Linked DNA regions of Triticum aestivum: region 1 is linked to region 2. The links are chromatin contacts, called in public Hi-C maps. All regions are on one chromosome and are shown on one strand. The core of a region is the stretch at or near the end of the contact, and the rest is flanking DNA. Distances in the headings are between cores, read along the strand shown. Region 1 overlaps LOC123184633 (SNF2 domain-containing protein CLASSY 2-like). Region 2 holds the start of LOC123187369 (abscisic acid receptor PYL4).

Evidence for each region. A called contact is a pair of places that touch in the nucleus more often than the background predicts.
Region 1: a contact with region 2 is called in a Hi-C map of leaf, with 5 times the contacts expected there. The contact joins the enhancer-like site here to the promoter of LOC123187369 in region 2. A contact is called at or near these places in 5 of 5 Hi-C or Micro-C datasets (leaf, root and an unstated tissue) and 1 of 1 datasets of contacts at active chromatin or transcription factors (leaf).

The regions. Positions count from the first base shown.
Region 1 is chr2A:47,377,351-47,384,469 of IWGSC CS RefSeq v2.1, forward strand. LOC123184633 (SNF2 domain-containing protein CLASSY 2-like) reads right to left here. Exons shown (of 5, transcript XM_044596724.1): 5 at 6,695-7,119. The coding sequence ends at 6,967. Among protein-coding and RNA genes, the nearest start is that of LOC123184633, 8.5 kb to the right of the region's middle. Within about 2 kb of position 2,916, at least 5 of the 8 cell types and tissues checked have an H3K27ac peak or open chromatin away from gene starts, as enhancers often do. A contact at or near this core is called in leaf, where this site is marked.
Region 2 is chr2A:47,172,224-47,179,081 of IWGSC CS RefSeq v2.1, forward strand. It overlaps LOC123187369 (abscisic acid receptor PYL4), which reads right to left and starts at 4,246. Exons shown (of 2, transcript XM_044599220.1): 1 at 3,319-4,246; 2 at 3,115-3,253. The coding sequence starts at 4,144. The coding sequence ends at 3,491.

The DNA of each region.
Region 1 (7,119 bases), core at 1,666-4,165, 200 kb after region 2:
TGTGCCACGCGCCATAGCCTGACGCGCTATCCCTTCCTTATATTTTTTCCACCACCCCACAATCCATCTATAAAAAGATGTAAATCACATTTCTCTATAAAAAGATGTAAATCACGATCTCATCTCTTCCTACTAAATCACATTTTACTAAAAAAAAGATGTAGATCACATTTTTGCAGTGCCCACTTAACTGAAAAACATAGGTATCCATTGTATACATTACCCGAATTACATTTGCTGCCCCCTATCTGATATCGATAACGATTTTAGAAATTCGGCCAGTCACGCGTGCCCCATGCACCATGGACCCCATGTGGCTAGAAACTGTAATCTCCTTCCTTATCTTTCTTCTACCGCTTGACAATCCATCTCTATCTCTTGCTGCTGTCTCCCCTGCCACACCCATCTTTTCTCCTCCTCGCACAGCAAAACACTGCGAGGAGTGCCCAAATAAATCACCGCAAGCAACCACACAACATCTGCGAGCAAAGGCCATGGCCAGATTCCAGCCGTCCAGGGGCGACGACGCCGCGAATGCGAGACAAGGGGACTTTTTTTTGCGTGCGAGGCCATTGCGTTCACCTAAGGCCAACTCCAACCGTCGACCCCAAACGAACATCTGTTTTGTCCACTTGGGGCAGAAAACGGACATCAAACGGACGATCCGGCTTGGAGCACGGGTACCCAGCAGGGCTGCTCCATTTCACAAGATGTCCGCCCGGGCATTTCCTCGAACATCTAGTGGGCGCGCTGCTCCTGCCTCTGCTCCCACGCCTGACCGCCCCCAGAGCCCTCGCTGACGACCACGTCGCCCGCGCGCTAGCCCCGCGCCCCATGCTCGCCCCAATGCGCTTGCCCGCACCCGGACGCGCTCGCCAGCGCGCGCCCGCGTCTTGCATGCCCCCGTCTCCGCCGCACCCTGCTGCTAGCCGCCACGTCTTGCTTGTCCCGCCAATTTTGTAAGTTCATACAACCGCACAAGGATTAAAACCCCCCGTCCTATGGACAATGCGCACATCCAAAATACATAGAGTACACGATGACAGAAAAACAACAAAGCGAGATATAAGAAGCTTTTGAATTGCTCCAGGAAAAAACAATCCCAATTAAAACACGAAAACTATAGACAACACACACCCTCGTGATGGGTCTTTTCAAGACGAGACGTTGCTCTGCTTTGTTCGATCGCCTCTCACGACCACTTGCTCGCGAATGCGACGGCGGCCATAGATGATGTGAAATGGGTCAGTTGGTGGGTCCCGTGATAAGTGGTCACGTGTAGGCCTATCCTTGAAAACACACCATTTGTAATATTGACAATTTGTAATGCGGTGCACTGATTTTTTTCCCACACAAAAGAACTCAATTTTAAAAAATTTAATTTGAAATGGAAGATTTTTAATTAAACCTACCATGCCAAGCCGATACAACCGCACCAGAATTCAAACCCGGGCCCAGCATCGACCTCATGCGTTAAAAAAAACACAAGACCACGCAACGACAGAAAGCGGACCTCATAACATATTGTCATTTAGTGTTTAACTTGAAATTATTGTGAGAGGCTTGTATCTCAAATCTGCCGACTTGCCCTTTGCCCCGTTGGAGTTTTGGATATTTTGTGTTGTGTGTGGTGTGACTCTTGAATCGGCCGACCTGCCTTTGTCTTAGTCCGATCTTATGGCTGTTCAACCCCCTTTGGTGATCCACAATTACTTGCGAGGACGACGCGTACTGCACCCTCCTGCCGTTGTTGTCTGCGGGTCTGTCGGCTTGGGTTGGTACAGATCCTCTTTCTAATTCGTACCGGCGAGTAATAATGCATGTAGGTAACGACAGCGGCCTCAAAGCATTTTAAAATTTCTTTCACTGCGTTGATTGTCCGAAAACATTCATCAAATTCCGGTTTGACAGAGATGTGTATTGTATTGTAATCGGGGATGTTTCTGGCGAACTGAGGAGTTGGGCGCCTTCTAGTTGCTCCTCAATTATCTATTTTATTATCACAAGAATAGCATGCATTCCTATTCTGCTTTGTTATGATTAGTCTTTGACTAGCAATTCATTAAAAAATTCAAAAAAAAAGTGAGCAATTCATTGGAAAGGATCAATGTTGTGTTTCATCGGTCTCTTTGATTGAAATCGGGGGCGGAGATCTTCTTAAATCCCAAAGAGAAGAATGAACCTTCAAATCTATCCACATAGCATGCTGATTTTCTTCAGCGAAAACCTTTTCACGGCCATGTGGATCTCATGCAACAACAACAAGACAATGACAACAGGTCGCACACACAAGTGGTAGATATTTTCGGAGGAGCAGTGCCTCTCCAATCCAATCCATGGCAACAATAGTGGGATGAGCAACGCCATGAATTTTCAATTCAAGGCAGGAGCGGACAAGGAAGAAAAGGTTGTAAAGGCAGGTTGTCTCATACACAGTGCAGGTGATATCACCACCGTGAATGAACAAAAAAAATGATGCAACTTGTGTTGGTTGGGGGCCCGAGACCATCCATCCATCTAACTGTGGCTGCTGCCGTTGGACTGTTGCTCCACCCTCGTCATCGTCTTCCACTCTTCCTCCCATTTTTACCTGCTGCATGTTCTCATATCGTGCGTGACCTGACAAGCAAAGCAACCCCTGTCCGCCTTTGGTAACTTAAAGTTGCAGTATTGCTGCTGTGTGGCGTTTCAGTTAGTGGAATGCATTTCTGGTGCACTGATGGGAGATGAGCACCACAGTCTCAAAAGGCCAGATGATGACGAGTAGCAGTGTGTTTTAGCCGTGTGGAGGCATCATCAAGTGTGTCGCCTTTCCTTGGTCCAGTTCGATTTGGCAATGCATATCTGAGCGTTTCCTATCCTGGCCGGTTGCCAAACCCGTGGGCCGGCTGCGTGCGTGAGGAGGAGGAGGTCGACAGGGACATGTGCGCCCCGGTTGGATGGATAGATCATAGATAGATTGGCAGGGTGGTGCTGGTGGTGGTGTAGAAGTTTCCGGACGGCGAAACTTCTGGAAATTGGAAGACTTGGCGAGCTCATGGAGACGATTCGGGGTTTCCTGGACCGCTGACAGACGGGCCATACTTGTGGGTAGCGTTGCGCGTCACAGATTAGACAAACATATCTTGTGTTGAGGAGAATTAAGAATGCACCACCATTCACACTTACTAAATGCTGGTGCTGTAGTAGTAGCTAGAAGTTTCTGGATGGAGAAACTTCTGAAATTTGGAGGATTTGGCGCGTTCATGGAGATGACAGACTGGCCAAACCTATGGCTAGCATTGTGCGTGCCAGATTACAAAGATATAAGGGCACACTATCTTAGTCTAGGCATGATAGGGTTAGCACATATTGGATTGCGTTCAGAGAGAATTAACAATGCACCATTTACACTCGGCCAAACATTTTATTTCTCAAAGGGCCATTGGCCGTATTTTATTAGATGGGACAGCCAAACATTTTATTAAAATGGTGGTGCTGCTGGTGGTGTGGTACTAGCTACTGTAGAAGTTTCTGGATGGAGAAACTTCTGAAGTTTGGAGGATTTGGCAAGTTCATGAAGATGGTTCGCTCCTGATGGAAGGAGGGGAGTATTCCACAGTTTGTCAACCTGTGGGCAGCATTACAGGGTTAGCACAAATTGGATTGTGTTGAGGAGAATTACAATGCACCATTTGCAGCCAGCCACATATTCAGGTTTTATTTTATTTTTGAAAAGGAAGATGTACCTCCGGCCTCTGCATTTGAACGATGCATGCAACCATTTTATTAATTATTCATAAAGACCTTTCAAAGTAATACATCAGTACGTCTGAAGCCGCCATCCAGGCAACACCTGTTGTTACTTCTATTCCCTTAATAAAGCATGCCCAATGTCCGAGTCTAATACCAGACAGACATTGCACCAAAACCTAACATCTAACGCCACAATACCAGGACTGGGTCACACACCGGTCCAGCGTACTCACAGCGGGCACCACATGCGCACCCTACAAGGCCCGACACCATCGTCTTCCATCGATCCATCTTCATAGCAGAAACTGACGCATCGACCATGTTAGGCCTCTCTACCATCGACGCCACCACGACGCCAGACAATGTCGTCCTTCTGCGCGAGTCCATCCCCGCACATCGGACACCGAATCTGCACTCGGCCACGCTGTCGAGATCCGTCGCCATCAATGTGTAGGATGAAGCACCGCTCCACCAAAGTTGCAGTCCACTGGTCCCTCGAGCCCATGCACACCTCCAAGAACGACGCCCCCAGGGGGAAACGACACAAGAGTACCACCGTCTTCTGATCTACTGATCTAGGGTTTCCCCCGGAGGTAGCAGTTGTTGCCCTAGAACTTCTCCATGACGATGCCTCCAAGAAGGGAACGACACCGAAGAGCGCCGCCATCGCCGGTCTTGGCATCAAGCCGAGACTAGGTTTTCACCCAGATCTGTTCGGCGAACTCCATCCAGCTTTTTGTGGACGGATCGTCACCTTCTATGTCAGGGACCGGGCCAAAAGTACACAGCCGCCGCCGCCTGACCGGCCATGGCACCACCACGGTGCCAGAGCAGCCGATTACGTCAGGCCCACCGCACCAGCCTGCCGCCGCGCACCAGATCCGCCGGCTCGCCTAAGCCCATCTAGGCCCGGCGAGATCCGAGATTCAGGCCACCGCCACAGGGGCGTCGCCGCTATCGTCACATCCGCGCCTGGGATCCCGCCGCACCGCGCCGCCGAATCACCGGAGTGTCCATGTGGCCGCCGCCAGAGGGAGACACCACCGCGCGCGAGGGAGAAGTCCCTGCCACCGCCGTCATGGCTCACATCCCGGACTTCGCCGGCGTGAAAGGAGGCCTAGGGCGCGGCGGCCGATCTCCCCCGTGTCGCCTAGGGTTGGCGACGCGAGGGTCGGGGTATGCTATGCCGTTTCCCAAGATAATATATTAAATGGTTCTACATATATTAAGAATTCTGATCCTCTATATTGTTTCATTAGTGAAATCGGGGAGAGACCCCTTTCTTGAAATAAAAAAGAGCTTGTACTTGAAGAACAGAAATTTGAAGGAAAAAATGGTGGAGCTGCACTCAGAACACAACACATAACTAGTGCTCAAAGTGATGAGAAGCCTCTCTCAGAATAAACTACAACAAGTTGTGTCCGGCTCCGGCGATGGAGGGGCGATGACGGCGGCGCGCCTTCGGCTCGCTTCGGTGCTTGTAGTCGTCGCTAGGTGGTCTACGAATCTGGATGTAATTTTTATTTCTGGTATTCGTTGTACTGCCATGATTGAAGATGAATAGATTAGAAGTTTTTCCGTAAAAAAAAAAGAATAAACAGAGCCCAAAATTCCACGTGTTGATCGCTCGTTATCCTAAACAAGAAAATTCCACATGACGTCCTTCTAAACTAAACCGGTCTTTCCGGCACCATGTCGCAGATCTGGAAATAAACTAGCACTCACGAAACCGAAACGATTCCGAGCCACTTTTTCTCTCCGTATCTTTGAAGCAGGAAATATTATGGTGAAATACTAATTATCAAACTGGCATGTCCACTTGTATGCTTCTCCCTCTATAAACAAATGTAAGACATTTTAGGTCACTTTACAGATTTAGTAGTTTGTAAGTAGAAGAATAGAAATTTGAAGGAAAAAAATGGTGGAGCCGCACTGAGATCATGGCACATAACAAGTGTTCAAATCAATGGAAAGCAAATGTATTTTGGAGACGGTACCATTCCTCTCTCAGAATAATCAGCGAATTCCTTGGAATCTTACGAAAAAGGGGGTCCTTTCGGCCGTCCTTTTAAACTGAACTGATCTTTCCGACGCCATTTTGCAGATCTGGAAATAAAGTACTCCCTCTGTAAACTAATATAAGAGCGTTTAGAATACTAAAATACTTGATCTAAACACTCTTATATTAGTTTACAGAGGGAGTAGCATACACGAAACCGAAACGATTCCAAGCCCCCTTTTCTCTTCATATTTCTGAAGCAGGAAAGATATGGTAAAGTACTAATTATCAGACTGGCATGTCCACTTGTATTGGGCCTTGGCTAAGGCAGGTGGACATGATAAGGAGATCTGATGAGCAAGTGGGGGAGGCAGGCTCCCATCTAAAGCAACTGCTACCAGCAGCCATGCCAGCCTGAACACCACACCGCATTGTTTCCTGCATCAAAGCCATCATCTGGTCCTTGTGATTCTTCAGAATTTGTTCTTTTACCCATCCCATATGTTTTTTTTCTCTCACACCAACCAGGGCAAGTGGGAGTTAATCTTGTTCGAGATGAGCGAAATTAAACTAGCTGCACAGAAATGGTGGTTGCATCCTTTTTTCTGTTGATGGAAAGGGAGGGCGGTCGTATCACTATCGGAGTATCGGTTAATGATCGAATGGTACTTCTAACTAAAAGGCACAGAAGATGGGACTTGAGGTTGGGACATGAGTTAATTTGGTTTGACAGGGTGAAGGATGGTACTACGAAGGAGACGCGAGCAACTTGACAAGCAAAGGCCCATAAGCAATAATTCAGTCGGGTCCTATCTGCGACATATCTTGTCTTGGAAGAATTTTGCAATGGCCCAAATGGTGAGATTCTTGAAATGCAGAAACTGACAAGGTTTTCCAGTTGCAACAAACAAAAGGGGGTTACACATACGTACCTGTCGTCGACGAATATGAAGCCTCATATGCCGAAGAAAACAAGCTGTTGCTGTTGAGTCTCAGTTTTGTGCAGATCTCTGTAACTGGTCATCTAGTGCAGAGAACCATCTGTGCTAGAATCAACAGAGGAGCATTACAAAATACCAGAGAAGTTCACATTAGATTAGAGCATGTCCACATATGCTATATATACACGAGGTCTCACATAAACGCGACGGCACAGGTCTAGAACAGATCAGGCCAACAAAATAGCCATGTAGGAGAGAGGGACAGGAGAGATAGAGCATCCTTTTGGCCGGTCAGTCCTGCTTAACTATCATATGGAAGGTTTTGGTCTTGTCTTCATCAGCAAGCTCCTCGAGAAGGTCATCATCAATATCAGTCACCGTGTTCCGTAGCGGATCATCAAAATAGCGTCCGTGGAAGACCATCTTCGCCATCCAAGCCTTCCT
Region 2 (6,858 bases), core at 2,996-5,495:
CTAGGATCTGGTCTTCCAAATCGAACGATGGCGGTACTGCGGTGTCGTTTCTCTCTTGGGAGCATCGTTTGTGGAGCAGCGGTGGAAGACAGAGGCCAGAGGCAGGAGGTGGAGCGGTTTCGTCTTGCACGGAGCTTCGGTGGAGATGTCAACTCATGCCTGGCCGACGGGTGCTACGTTGTGTCATGCTTGGTCGGCAGGTTCTACGGACGACAGATCTTCCAGAGTCTTCGCGTCTGGATAGACGAGCGCAAGGCGGTGGTGTCGTTGAGCGTCATGGTGGCGTCGACGGATGTCCGGACTGGCAAGGATGATGCGGATCTCTCTTCTGAAGATGGGTCAGCGGTTCGATGATGATGGTGGCTTCTAAAACGTGTGGATATGGTGTGCGCTTTAGATCTGCTGCACCGGCGGTTAGTTCCGATACGTTATGTGGATGGATCGGTGACGACACCGGTTTTAGATATGGAAAGTGAGAGCAATCCATATTATCGAGTTTGTAGGTGTGAGTGGTGGCTTCAGATGGCTTGATGTATGTTCTTGTCAGACCTTTATTGAATAATTAATAAGAATGAATGCATGCATCGATTGATGCAGAGGTATAGGTTTAACCTCCTTTTCAGAAGAAGAAAAAATGCTGCAGCTACTTTGGGCTGTGCTGAGAGCTGTTAACCGTCACTGTTTTGTGTTGCCTTGGCTTAAGAAAAAGTTGGGGCGGGGGAAACCCATATGTTGAACCTCCATCATCACTGACCTCCATACACCCGTCAGCACAGCGTCCATGGCCGTAGTGCAGCTGTGCAGTGATAACAGAAGATCGACTCATCGACCCATACACACATTTACAAAGAAGCGGTTCCCTTTGCTGAAATTGCTCAAGCTGCTTTTGGCAATATGCAGAGCGTTGTGCACTCGTTGTGTCCAGTCCACCCAATCCAAGCTCGACCGTTGTGTCCACCCCTCAAGTTGCGGTCGCGTAGTCGCATAAATTTCTTGACAGTTGATCATTTTTTTTCTTTGTTCCAGTGGGTCGGCATGTACGTACGCAGCAGCTTGGACAAGCTGCACGTTAATCAGTACTACGACTAGTTCTCCTCCCCAACTGGACTGTGCACGTTGTAAGCCTGGAGACGCACACACTAATCTCAAACACAACACACGAAGGCAAATCCACATGCAAACACCAGCAGGTAATCCATTGCCAATGCACGCCAAGGGGTAACGACGATCCAATCGGATCGGATGAGTGTGAGAGTGCAGGCCAAAGTTCCCGCGCACCCGTCAGCGCACGCACGTGGTGCGGTGACAACTCAAGATCGGCCCATAGGCACGTTGTACAATACATACACAAACCAATCAAGCAGCTCACTTTTCTTTTCTTTTGCATTCTTTGCCCGAGGCAGCAGAGCTCGGCGTGGTGTTCGCGTTGTGTCCACCCAATCCCACCCCGGCCGTACTGCCATGCGAACCCCGCACAGATATCTTCACCGTTGTTTATGTCCTCCTCTGTTCGAGTCGAGTGAGTCGTCATGCAACTTGGAGCCGGAGTGGCTACACCGCCGGATACGTTAACGAAAACAACAGCCCGGCAGGCGTGATCGAGTCGCTGAGACTCAGAGGTCCGGTCAAACCAGCTAGAACTCACGAGCATCGCAGCCGTCCAATCCATGCTTCATCCGTGACCGTGAGGACCAGCGTGTGTGGTACGATGTGAACGCCTCGGCGGTCAAAGATGAGAGCTGTCGCCTTAATTCGATCTCGGCGGCCTGCGCCCTCGTTTCAGACCGCCTGGCTTGGCATGCACACGAAGCAACCCATTTATATATACTTCTATACATCCGATAACGCCGTATGCATGCAAAGACCGGAAGACTACGTATGCGGCATGTACATACCACCACCACTTGTTTGTCCCGGTCAGCCGGCCGCAGCCAATCACAGCGCAAGGGCCTGCACAAGATAACATTTCTTTTTCACAGCGCAGCCAATCACATCGACTGGCCAGTTGGGTAAACCTGTTTGTTAATCACTCGACTGGAAATTTGAATAGATATCGTCCATGGCTGCCCGCTCCTGACTTTGGGCGGCAATCATGGGAGGAACATGCATGGCGACGGTATAAAATAGATTTCGATTGGTGCGGGCGGGCGGGCGGGCAGGGAGGCAGTGAAGCATCAAGCGTGCGTGCACATGCACGCGCATGTGAGGCCTCGGCAGGCCGTACCGTGACTGGCACGGCCGACCCGTCGCCGACCGCGCCGGGCCCGCCGCGACGGGGACGGCTCGACGCAGCGGGCCGCCGTCGCATGCCGCTGGTAACGGACGGACGGAGGAACGGAGGAGGTGCAAGAAAGCGGCGACCCAACAACCCGCTTTGACCGTCGCAGCCTCTCTAGAAGAAAAGCAAACAGAGCCATCTCAGTTAAGCCAGAGAGAGAGAGAGAGAGAGAGAGAGAGAGAGAGAGAGAGAGAGATGAGAGGGAGGGGGGCGGTGCAGGTGGGCGGGGATCCACTTGTGCGCGCTCACGTTATCCTGGCGGTGTCGGTTTTTGTAACGCCACTTGCAGCCCAGCCCGGCTGCATCTGCGCAGAGGGAGAGAGGGGGGGATTGAGAGGGACCGGAGAGTAAAATAAGGAAAAGTCGGGCAGGCGGAAAAGCGCAAGTTGCCTGTCACGCTCGCTCCCTCCCCTCCCGACGTACCAGTACACGGCCGCGGTACCAGTCACGTCCTCCTTTCTCTCCCTTTGGTCACTTCTCCGTCCCGTGCAAGTGGCCGGCCCGTTCCGTCCCGTCCCGTCCCGTCCCGTCCCGCACGCAAACGCACGCCCCCTACTTGTACTTGATTCATATCAATGGCAGGTTCTTGTTTTGACATCCTCAAAGAAATGGCACATGCATGCATGTATCTGTGGTTCGGTGTGTGACAAAGACCGCAATGCGTGAGGAGATAATCTTGATTCAGTCCGGCGAGAATATGACGGCTTTGGTGTGTTGTGCCTCGTTCAACATTTTGTAAATTTGACCAAATGTTAGAAGCCAAAATGGGACGAGAACACAAACACACGCATTCCACAATGGAACGAGTATATACAGAGATGTTGATGAGCCTTGCATCGGTCGAACCTAGTTTTTACTCCTCAATTTCTGTCAAATCTTATCATCGTCTTACCCAGAACAAACAAAGGGGAACCAACGAAAACTAGAGCTAGGAACACTGCTAGGGGGTGTCTCGCGATAAGGAGAAACAGCGAGGGGCCGGGTGGGAAAGCGCACCGACCGGTCCGAACCGACCCACCGACCCCTCGCCTTCACGCCAGAAAGAACAAGAGAAAAATAATCGACCGCCACCACCCGCGCACCACCACCACCATGGATTTCGATTCATTAATCGGAAAATCGGAGCGCGATTTTACCGAAACGCCCCTGCGGCCGAGCCGGGCTCGAGTTGACCGCCGGAGGGAGGCACGGGCCGGCGATTGGATCGAGCGATCACGGCAGCGCGCCGTACGCGGGCCCTCGGCCGGCGAGCTTCTCGGCGGTGCGGGCGAGGGACTGGAGGTTGCACTTGACGATGGTGTCCACGAAGACGCGGGTGTCCTCGGGCGTGTTCCCGGGGGGCACGTCCACCACGTACGACTCCACCACCAGCGTCGCCGACGCGCTCTCCCCGGGCGCCGGGTGCACCGTCGTCACCGACCGGTAGTTGCGGAGCCGGTGCTCGCCGCCCACCACGCTGAAGCTCAGCACGTGCCGCTCGTCGTCCAGGATCTCCAGCCGCTCCCGGCTCGACGCCGCGGGGAGGCCCGACACCACGCGCACCTCCCGCAGCGTGCCCACGCCGCCGTCCCCGTCCAGCAGCGCGCAGCTGCGCACGAAGCTCTTGTACGCCTGCGGCTGGTCGAAGCGACGGACCACGGCCCACACGTCGGCGGCGGGCGCCGCCACGCGCTGCACCACCGCCGAGCAGCAGCACCGGCCCCCCGGCGCCGCGTGCTCGTGGTGCCGCGCCACCTCCGGCGGCACCGTCCCGTCGTGCTCGCCGCACCTGTGGGCCCCCGCGGCCGCCGCCGTCGCCAGGCCGCCGGAGGAGGAGACCAGACGGTGGTGCTGCTGCAGCGCCGCCGCGCTGTACGGCGTCGGCATCGGCTCGAGGGCGGAGCGGGTCGCCTCGCCTGCTAGCTGTTTGTTTGGTGGGATGGGTGCGCTGCGGGCTGCGGCGCTGCTTCGTTTGGCTTGGTTTGGGAGTAAATTAAAGGTGGGTGGAGCGAGACGCACTATATATATAGTGCGGAGCACCTGTGGCTCACCGGGAAGCAACGCGCTTCCAGTTGCCGCTAGTCTCCGGGGCATCCCCGTCTCCTCTCTCCCTTAAAAAAAACACATTTTCCTGTGAAAAAAGAGTAAATCACATATTTTTACAGTGCCCACTTGTCTGGAAAACATTAGTTATTCAATATTGCACACTACCCAAATCAATATTTTTGCCCCTTATCTAATATGGATAACAATTATATCCGGCCGACACCTAGAAATTCAGCGGGCACGTGTGCCGCGCGCCGTGGCCCCATGCGGCTTGAAACTGGGATCCTCTTCCTTACCTTCTTTCCACCACCCCGCAATCCATCTAGTCAACTGGATAGAAATTCGGCGGGCGCATGCGCCATGAGTCATAAGTGCCATGCAGCTAGAAACTACATCCCCTTCTTTCTTTTTCACCGTCCCGCGATCCATCTAGCCAAGTGTGTAGAAATTTGGCGAACGCGTGTGCCACGTGCCATGGACCTCACATGGCTACAAACTACAATCCTCTTCCTTCTTCCACCGCACCACACTCCATTTTTGTCTCATCCTTTTTTCCTTCTCCCAAAGCAAAATACGGCAAGGAGTGCCCAAATAGACCACCATCTCATGCCCTCGTCGATGCAACCAACCTTACTGCATCTCTGAGCAGAGGTCATGACCGGGGCATATTAACATCTCCTTCTTTCCTACCAAAATCAAAATTTTCTATAGAAAGATGCAAATCACATTTTTACAGTGCCCACTTAACTGAAAATTTGTTATACAATATTCTACACTCCCTGAACTACATTTATCTGCCCATTATCTAATATGGATAATGATTATATCCGACCGATCAGCTAGCAATTCGGCGGACGCGTGACGCCATGGCCCCATGCGGATAGAAACAGTGATCCCCTTCCTTATCTTTTTTCCACCATCCCGCAATCCATCTAGCCAATTGGCTAGAAATTCGGCGGGCGCGTGCGCCGCTCGCCTTGGGCCCCATGCATCTAGAAACTACGATCCCTTTCCTTATCTTTTTTTCCACCTCCCCTCAATCCATCTAGCCGAGTGGCTAGAAATCCGGCAAACGTGTGTGCCATGCACCACGAGCCCCACACGGCTACAAACTGCGATCCCCTTTCTTATCTTTCTTCCACCACACCGCATTTCATCTTTGTCTCTCCCTGTTGTCTCCCCTACAACGCTTGTCCTTGTTTTCCTTCTCCCCCAATAAAATACGGCAAGGAGCGTCCAAATAGATCACCATGTTATGCCCTCGTCCATGCAAGCAACCATAATGCATCTCTGAGCGGAGATCATGGCCGGGGCATATCACCGACTCCTCTGTTCCTATCAAAATCATTTTTTTTCTATAAAGAAAAATGCAAATCACATTTTTACAGTGCCCACTTTGCTGAAAACATTTATCATCCAATATTCTACACTACCCAAACTACATTAATTTCCCCCTTGTCTAATATGGACAACGACTGTATCCGGCCGACTGGCTAGAAATTCGGCAGGCGCTCGACGCAGTGGCCCCATGCGGCTAGAAACTGTGATCCCCTTCCTTATCTTTTCTCCACCGCCTCACAATCCATCTAGCAAACTGGCTAGAACTTCGACGGGCACGTGCGCCACTCGTCATGGGCCCCATGCGACTAGAAACTAAGATCCCCTTCCTTATTTTTTCACCACCCCGCAATCCATTTAGCCAAGTGGCTAGAAATTCGGCGAACGTGTATGCCATACACCACGGGCCCCGCATGGCTACAAACTCTGATCCCCTTTCTTATTTTTCTTCCACCGCACCGCACTCCATCTTTGTCTCTCCCTGCTGTCTCCGTGTCGTGCTTGTCCTTTTTTACTTCTCCCACAGCAAAATACTCCAGGGAGCACCCAAATAGATCACTATGTGATTCCCTTGTCGATGCAAGCAACCAAACTGCATCTCCGAGCAGAGGTCGTGGCCGGGGCATATCACTGTCTCATCTCTTTCTACCCAAATCAAATTTTTCTATAGAAAGATGCAAGTCACATTTTTACAGTGCACACTTAGCTGAAAACATTTGTTATCCAATATTCTACACTCCCCAAACTACATTTATTTGCCCCTATCTAATATGGATAACGATTATATCCGGCCGACCGGCTAGCAATTCAGCATGGTGGGTGATGCCATGGCCCCGTGCGGTTAGAAACTGTGACCCCCTTCCTTATCTTTTGTCCACCGCCCCGCAATCCATCTAGCCAACTAGCTAGAAATTCGGCGGGCGCATGCGCCACTCGCCATGGGCCCCATGCGGCTAGAAACTACGATCCCCTTCTTATCTTTTTTCCACCGCCCCGCAATTCATCTACCCAAGTGACTAGAAATTCGGGGAACGCGTGTGGCATGCGCCATGGCCCCCACACGACTATAAACTGCGACCCCCTTCCTTATCTTTCTTCCACCGCACCGCACTCCATCTTTGTCTCTCCCTGTTGTCTGCCCTGATGCGCTTGTCTTTTTACCTTCTACCACATCAAAATACGGCAAGGAGCTTCTAAATAGATCACCATGTGATGCC